Regions from separate parts of the Mus musculus genome. Here region 2 is linked to region 1. The links are chromatin contacts, called in public promoter capture Hi-C maps. All regions are on one chromosome and are shown on one strand. Each heading gives the region's core, a stretch centred on a gene start, on an enhancer-like site or on the middle of the called end of the contact. The rest is flanking DNA. Distances are from core to core; before and after follow the strand shown. Region 1 holds the start of Pltp (phospholipid transfer protein). Region 2 holds the start of Zfp663 (zinc finger protein 663).

The links. Capture Hi-C pulls out chosen DNA fragments and counts their contacts.
Region 2: a promoter capture Hi-C map of adipose tissue shows a contact between it and region 1. The contact joins the promoter of Zfp663 here to the promoter of Pltp in region 1. A contact is called at or near these places in 1 of 115 datasets of contacts at active chromatin or transcription factors (stem cell-derived neural progenitor cells) and 1 of 9 other capture datasets (adipose tissue).

Annotation. Positions count from the first base shown.
Region 1 is chr2:164,855,857-164,859,562 of GRCm38.p6, reverse strand. It overlaps Pltp (phospholipid transfer protein), which reads left to right and starts at 1,855. Exons shown (of 16, transcript NM_011125.2): 1 at 1,855-1,979; 2 at 2,566-2,676; 3 at 2,760-2,859. The coding sequence starts at 2,577.
Region 2 is chr2:165,367,135-165,370,840 of GRCm38.p6, reverse strand. It overlaps Zfp663 (zinc finger protein 663), which reads left to right and starts at 2,105. Exons shown (of 6, transcript NM_001379474.1): 1 at 2,105-2,206. It overlaps Gm29831 (a long non-coding RNA gene), which reads right to left and starts at 3,670. Exons shown (of 3, transcript XR_001783548.2): 1 at 3,628-3,670; 2 at 3,002-3,234; 3 at 2,190-2,482.

The sequences.
Region 1 (3,706 bases), core at 606-3,105:
AGACTAAGCTGATAACATGCATCCTGTGTGGCTCTGACCTAGGTCCTCTGCATATCTGCTGTGGTTATGTAGTTCGGTATTCTTGTGGGACCCCTAACAGTGGGAGCTGGGCTGTCTCTGACTCTTGCCTGCTTTAGGGACCCTTTCCTTCTACTGGTTTGCTTGGTAGAGCAATTCAATTCAAGAGGGAGGCGCCTAGTCTTACTGCAACTTGATATGCCTTGGTGAGGTTGGTTGCTCTCCCTGGGAGGCCTGCCCCTGTCTGAAGGGAAATGGAGGAGTGGATGTGGAGTGGACAGAGGGAAGGTGGGGGAGGAACTGGGAGAAGAGGTAGGAGGGGAATCTGTGGTCAGGGTGTAAAAGCAAGAAAGAAAATAAACATATATAACATATAATATGCAATATATTATACATAATACATAATATATATAATATGTAATGTATTATACATAATACATATAATATTTTATATGTATATGTATCACTAGGGATATGGCAGAGAATCTACACAGCACTTAAACCATCTATGTTTACAATAACCTTACACTAAACCTGGGGGATGTAGCTCACTTGGTAGAGTGCCTAACATGCACAGGTCCTGTATGCAGTATCCCCAGCACCAGACAGACCAGGAGTGATGCTGTACATCTGTAATCCCAGCATTCTGGCGATGGAGGCAGGAGAAGCCAAAGTTCAAGACCACCCTTAGTTGCATAGAGAATTCAGAGCCAGCCTGGGCTACATGAGAACCTTTCTCAACCCTCCCTCCCCTCCAAAACAAAAACAAAACCCCACTCCCTCCCCAAACCTTTAATATATACTATTTTAGATACGATTTAGAAGGAGAAAATCGCCTGAGCTATTTATACAATAAGTGTCCTGAGGCTGACATCCTAGGATGTAAGCGCTGGTCCCTCAGAGAGAAGGCTTCTTGAGCTACCAATCCTACCTCACACTGTTTTGGAACAATCCTTGAATTCTGCATTTACAGTCACAGAATTGTCTCAACCTCAACCTCCAGTTTCCTGCCAGAGAGCCAGCCTCACAGACTATAAGAAGGTAAAACCAGATCTAGAGTGATTAGCCATTCTGGTTCGCTTGGGACTGAGTGGATTCCCGTGGGTAGTTCTGAATCCAGGAAGGTCCTGGACAAAACAAGACTATTGGGTCAGCTGAGCTGGCTGAGTGCTGAGTGTTAAGTATATGCTCAGCAAACATCTTTATCAGTTCCCCCTTTCCATTTCGCCCGCATGGCTACAAAAAGAAAGCAAGCATCTACTGTCTGTTTTCCACTGTGATGCTCGGAACTGTGCGGGGCGGTGCACGGGGTGAGGGGGACTGTGCAAAGCAGCCACCTCCAAGTCCTCACTAAAGAATTCAGAGTTCCTCAGGAAGGCCAAACCTCCCTCTGGGATGATCGCTTTTCCAATAGGGGAAGGTCCCTGGGGCCCTAAAAGCCAATCAAGTAGGTTGGGGTCTCATAACAAAGCCAGCGGGAGACGGTTGTGAGAGAAAAGAAAGGGGAATGACCGTAGGGCATTGGCTTTCGCTGGCCTAGCGTGGAAGCCGAGTGGGAGTTCCCATAAGGAGGCACTCGGTGCTGGGTGAGGAAACTGAGGCTCCGCAGCCAAGTGAAGGAGTTTGTTTAGGAGCGTGCAGGAATTGCTGTGTGATTGGAATTCCACAGCAGTGGTTTGGCAAGCCGCTTTCTTCACTTTTCTCGCTCTTTTAGGAGCGAGTCCCCCACTTGTCCAGACAGCAGCTAGGCTTGTCACAGGCTCCGTACTGCCCTATCCACCCTCCCAACTGCCAGCGTCCCGCCCCGTCCCCTCCCAGCCCCCAAGGAGGAGGGAAGAACCGCGGCGAGGAGGGGGGTCGGAGGCCCAGACTTATAAAGGCTGCTGGACCCGCGCTACCCGCCAGACCCCGCCGCCCGGATCCCCCGCGCTGCCTGTCGCCCCACGTGACCACACTACTAAGTGAGTTGGGGCGCGTCCCCATCGCATCCCCAGACCCTCGTGAGTTGTGTGGCTCACTAAATCCAGGTGGGGAGGAGAGCGGATGAAGGAGGGCTCCGGGATGGGGCACCAGACAGAATGCGTTATAGCGGAGTCTTAGGAGCTAGGGGAGCGGAGGGACTCAGGGGATAGCGCTCAGTCGGGCCATCCCCGCGCGCGGCCTGGGAGACCTCAAGCTACTCAGCAGGAATGCGCTTGTGGTCGTCGCCATACCAACGCACAAGTCAGCACACGCCCTCCTCTGAAGGAAAAGAGAAAGTGTTGGTGGGGGATGGGGGGCTGTTCATCCTCCTGAGATCCAAACTTGTCACGAGGCAGTTGCACGGGGGAACCGAGCCCCAAATCCTTTGGAAGCAGGGCGCAAGTCTTATCGTGCTTCGGAACCTCGGTTTTGCATCAGGCAAAGACAAGATGATTGGTTCCGAGTGCCCCAAACACTTTACGGGCAGTAACGGTCCGGGCCAGCACTCCGTTCTAGTTGCATGACCAAAGAGTGGTTTTGAGCCTCTCAGATGACACCTGCGACTCGACCCCACCCTGCCCCCAGGCTTGGTCGCCATGGTCCTGCTCTGGGCCCTCTTCCTAGCGCTCCTGGCAGGTGCCCACGCCGAGCTCCCGGGCTGCAAGATCCGCGTCACCTCCGCGGCTCTGGATCTGGGTAAGGCGCGCGGCGGGAGCCGTGGACCGGGTGGGGTGCTCTGGCCCCGGGCGCGGGACCTGAGTGTCTCCATGCTATCTCAGTGAAGCAGGAAGGCCTGCGCTTTCTGGAACAAGAGCTGGAGACCATCACCATCCCAGACGTGTACGGCGCAAAGGGCCACTTTTACTACAATATCTCGGAGTAAGTAAGGCTCGGGGGGCCGGGGTCTCAAAGGTGGTGGGATGACCTGGGACACCGCCCCAGACTGGGCGGGTCTGGGCGTGGCCAATTAAATGAGGTGGGATCCATAATAACGAGTAAGGCTACTAGGTAAAAAGACTGGAGGTAGGCGGGTCCAAGAAAGGGGAATACGAACCAGCAGAATTGTAGCTTGGACCAAAGAACACCGCGATGATACACTGGAAGAATTTACCTGTGGGTGAGAGTGGAGTCTATCCAGAGGGTGGCGCCAAAAAGAGGGAAGCCCAGGATAGGAGAGATAGAGGTGAGGCGATGTGGGGTGAGTTAAAGTGATGGAGGCAAAGTCAAAGGACCAGGTGGAAAGCTCAGTCTGGCGCACGCCTGCCAAAAACAAAACAACAACAAAACAGAAACCAAAAAGACGAAAACAGATCTAGCAATCACAATGTGGACAGAACACGGAGGTGTAAGCAAGACCATAGTTTTTACTTATTTATTTTTAAGATTTTATTTAATTTTAATGTATGTGCATTGGTGTTTTGTCTGCATGTACGTCTTTGTGAGAGTGTCGGGTCCCCTTGGAACTATAGTTACAGACAGTTGTGAGATACTTTGTGGGTGCTGGGAATTAAAGAGGAGTCTTTTTGAAGAGGAGCCAGTGCTCTGAACCGCTGAGCTGTCTCTCCAGCCCCTATTTATTTATTCTTAAAGATTTATTTGTTTTTATTTATATGAGTACACTGTAGCTGTCTTCAGACACACACCAAAAGGGGACATTGGATCTTATTACAGAAGGTTGTGAGCCACCATGTGGTTGCTGGGAATTGAACTCAGGAGCTTTGGAAGA
Region 2 (3,706 bases), core at 856-3,355, 510 kb before region 1:
TGTAACTCCAGCTCTGGGGGATAGAACCCCCTCTCCTGGCTTCTGCAGGCACCTTCGTATAGCACATCCCCACCCCCTCACACTCACTCACCCTGTAAGGACTACTCTTCGTTGTCAACTAGACTACATCTGGAGTGTCTAATTGTGTTTGGGTACACTTTTTTCTTAATTAAATCATTTGAAATGGGAAGACATATTTTTAATCTCGTTCTTTTGAGGTGGGAAGGTCCACCTTTAATCTGAGCCACACTTTCTCCTGGCAGCCTATATAAAGGACTCAGAAGAGGGAAGTTTACTGTGTTGGCCTGACTGCTCTTACTGATAAGTCCATTCCTTCACTGTCGTTAGAGCCTACTTCTTTGGGGTTCCAGAATGCACTGAAGATCAGCTGAGGCATTCAGTCTACTGAACAACTGAAATCTTGGACCTTCCTTTGGTAGACAGTCATTGTTGGGTTAGCTGGACATTGTTGAACTTAACCTGTAAGCAATTCTAATAAATCGTGTGTGTGTGTGTGTGTGTGTGTGTGTGTGTGTGTGTGTGTGTGATTCTATCAGTTCTGTTCCTCTAGAGAACCTTGAATCCTCACACAATTAAAAATAATGAAAGTTGTATTTATCTTATGAGTCCCATCAATCACAGAGGGAGTCAGGGCAGACACCATGGTAGAACACCACTGGTCAGCTAGCTTTTTTTTTTTTTTTAAGATTTATTTATTTATTTATTTATTTATTTATTTATTTATTTATTTAATGTGAGTACAGTGTTGCTGTCTTCAGACACACCAGTAGAGGGCATCGGATCCCATTACAGATGGTTGTGAGCCACCATGTGGTGGCTGGGAATTGAACTCAGGACCTCTGGAAGAGCAGTTGGTGCTCTTAACCACTGAGCCATCTATCTCTCCAGCCCTAAAAATAAATCTTAAAACTACATTGTAAGTTCTACCTACTTCCGTGTATTACTAACATGTTGTAATCTACATTGTAGGTTTTAACAATTGACCTATATCCCACTTTGTGGATTTTCATAGTTTTTGTAACTCAATCCCCCCCACACACACCCACACACACCACCACCACTGCATATTCCAACCAGCAAAAACCAAGAAGAGCCCACCCATCTTTGGATTTAACTCCTTCGCTCACAGCCCTGGAGAGAGAATGACCATGTTAACAAAGCACACACTCCTTCAGAGTGGCCTCCAATTGTTCTGCGAATTACATCCCAAGAAGATATTTATGAGAACGGGCGTTTCTCCAAACTTCAGCCACTCTGCACATCATATTTCCTTACAATCTTCACCTACTGTGAAGGCAAAAAAGTATTTAAAGACTTGCAGTTTTTATCTGAAGTTTATGACCAGCGCCTGCATATTTATTCCTCATTTGCATCTCCCTTTTATTACTAGTCCTTTGTATCCATAGATCATTTTTATGGGACTGTGATCTTCTTACAAATGTGTAAGAGATAATTAAATGGAGCCACTAAACCATTTCTTTCATATGCATATACTTACAAAATATATTTTCCAATCTTATTGTTTTTTTTTGTTTGTTTGTTTGTTTTTTTTTTAGATAAGGTTTGACATTTTTCTAAAGCAAGACTTCCAGTCAAGTCCTTGGGAGCCGCTAGTGTTGATCCCTGCCCATGGATTAAATGAGATAGTTCTTTTCTGTTTCCTATAAAGTGCCTGGTGACACACGGTTAGAATGTCAGGTCCCATCCATATGAGGAATATGCAGTAGTATATGCCCTGCTCCTCTCCCACCCGACCCCCACTCCCCAGGCCCCTAGTTTCCTAAGATGATTTTTTTTAAATGATTTCTTCTTTTTTTGTTTTGTTTTCTTTCCTCCCACTTAGCATCTTACATGGACCTTTCACCTTTATCCATGGTACTTGGCATTCTTAGGAACATTTGGGTTTAAGCCTGTCACAGAAGCAAGGCAACTTTCAAATCAAACTGGAAATACTCTAAATTATTAATTAAAAAATGCCCGATGGGCGGGCGCCGTGGGAACGGAGTCTGGAATGTGATGGAGGCCAAGAGGGTCGCGGGAACGGGTCCCTAGCATCTCTGCTGCGCATGTGCAGTTCATCTTCATTGTTCACTCCCGCGTCCCGCTGAGCGCAGAGGAAACCCTCAGATCCTCGGGGTCTACGCGCTGCTCAGAGACCCGGTCCCCAGGACAGGCGCGCCTAAGGGTGAGAGCCCATTTGGAGGGTTGCATTGCCAGGCTCGGGGAGGCTTACGTGTCAACACCTGCCTCGAGTGTGCTTCGCGCAGGCGGCGGTGGGCTTCTCCAAGGAGAAGAGACAGGGTTTGGTGGTCGGGACAAAGTGAGTTAGGGAAGGCATTCTGATGTCAGAGCTGCTTGCGAGGGCTCCAGGCAAGTGACTTCCACTCTATCATAGGATGAGGATAAAGTCCGATGACACCTGTCCTGGTCAGGTAGGCCAAGAGCAGCAAGGGACCTGTAGCTGAAAAGGCTGTTTTCAGAGTCTTAGTTCAAATTCGAGCACTACTACTGAGTCCCCACGGGCAAGAAAAGGACCTTAAGACTCTGCTCCACTGTCTGTACACGGGTAGGGGTTCTTCCCTGAACCTGCCTCCGGGTTGTTCTGGGCAATGCCTGAGATAGGCTTTCGATGGGATAGTGGCATTTGCTCAGAACCTGAAAGGGGTCTGTCTTCCTTCATGCCCTGTTCATTAAGCCCTGTGCACCATTTGGCTCTAAAAGCCGCTGTTAAAGAGTTCCGAAAGAGAAGAAAGACTGAGGGGGCGGGGCGAAGGGCGTGGTCTGCAGAAGAGAGTTGGGATGCAAACCCCAAATCGGAAGATAGGTTCAATTTAGTTTCCCTCCCTCCCTCCCTCCCTCCCTCCCCCTCCCTCTTATGCGTTATGGTTCACATGGCTCCTCCCCAAGGGCCACAGGACCTGCCTGGAGGGTGGAGGGCTGAGGCTCAATCAAAGCCTCTACACCCTTCTGCCTGGCCCACCTGTCTGTGCCCACTGCAGTTTACAGACAACTAAGTTAGGCTTCCAGAAGTTTTCAGCCTGTACCGGAATCACCAAAGCGCCCAGGCCCAGCAGACAGCTGGGTACAGAACTCCTGAAGTCTGCAAAGAGGCCTCCAAATTCATTTTGGGTGGTGTCACCATTGGTCTGGACATTCACTTGAGAGGGGGCGGGGTACCTTGAAGTCAGATTCAGAGTTCTCTGATCACAGATCCTGTGAGGGAAAAAAAGGACACACCAGAAGCAGGAATCTCCCCAGGGGAGGCCCTTCCTCCTCTCACTCCCCCCTCCCCTCCCTCCTCCCCTCCCTCCTCCCCTCCTTCCTCCCCTTCCGCCTCCCTCCCTCCTCCCCTCCTTCCTCCCCTTCCGCCTCCCTCCCTCCTCCCCTCCCGTCTAGGTTGCAGTGTACCACAGCTGCAGGACAGAGGCCCAAGAAACAGGCAGAGTCCACATTCAGTTTGTGAAGCCCTTGCAGAGCCTTCTTCCTGAACCATCACCCCATGAGACCCCTGCCCTTCAGCAGTGGCGTGCGCCACCTTCCAAAGGGAGGAAGTGAGTTAGGCCAGCCAAGGGAGGCAAGCAAAAGCAGCGCTTGGGCATAGAGTACCTTGGAAGATGGCCAGGAGGTGATATGAGGAGGAAGTGCAGGCAGAGGCGGTGGCCCCGCCCCCTGGAAGCTCCTCCCA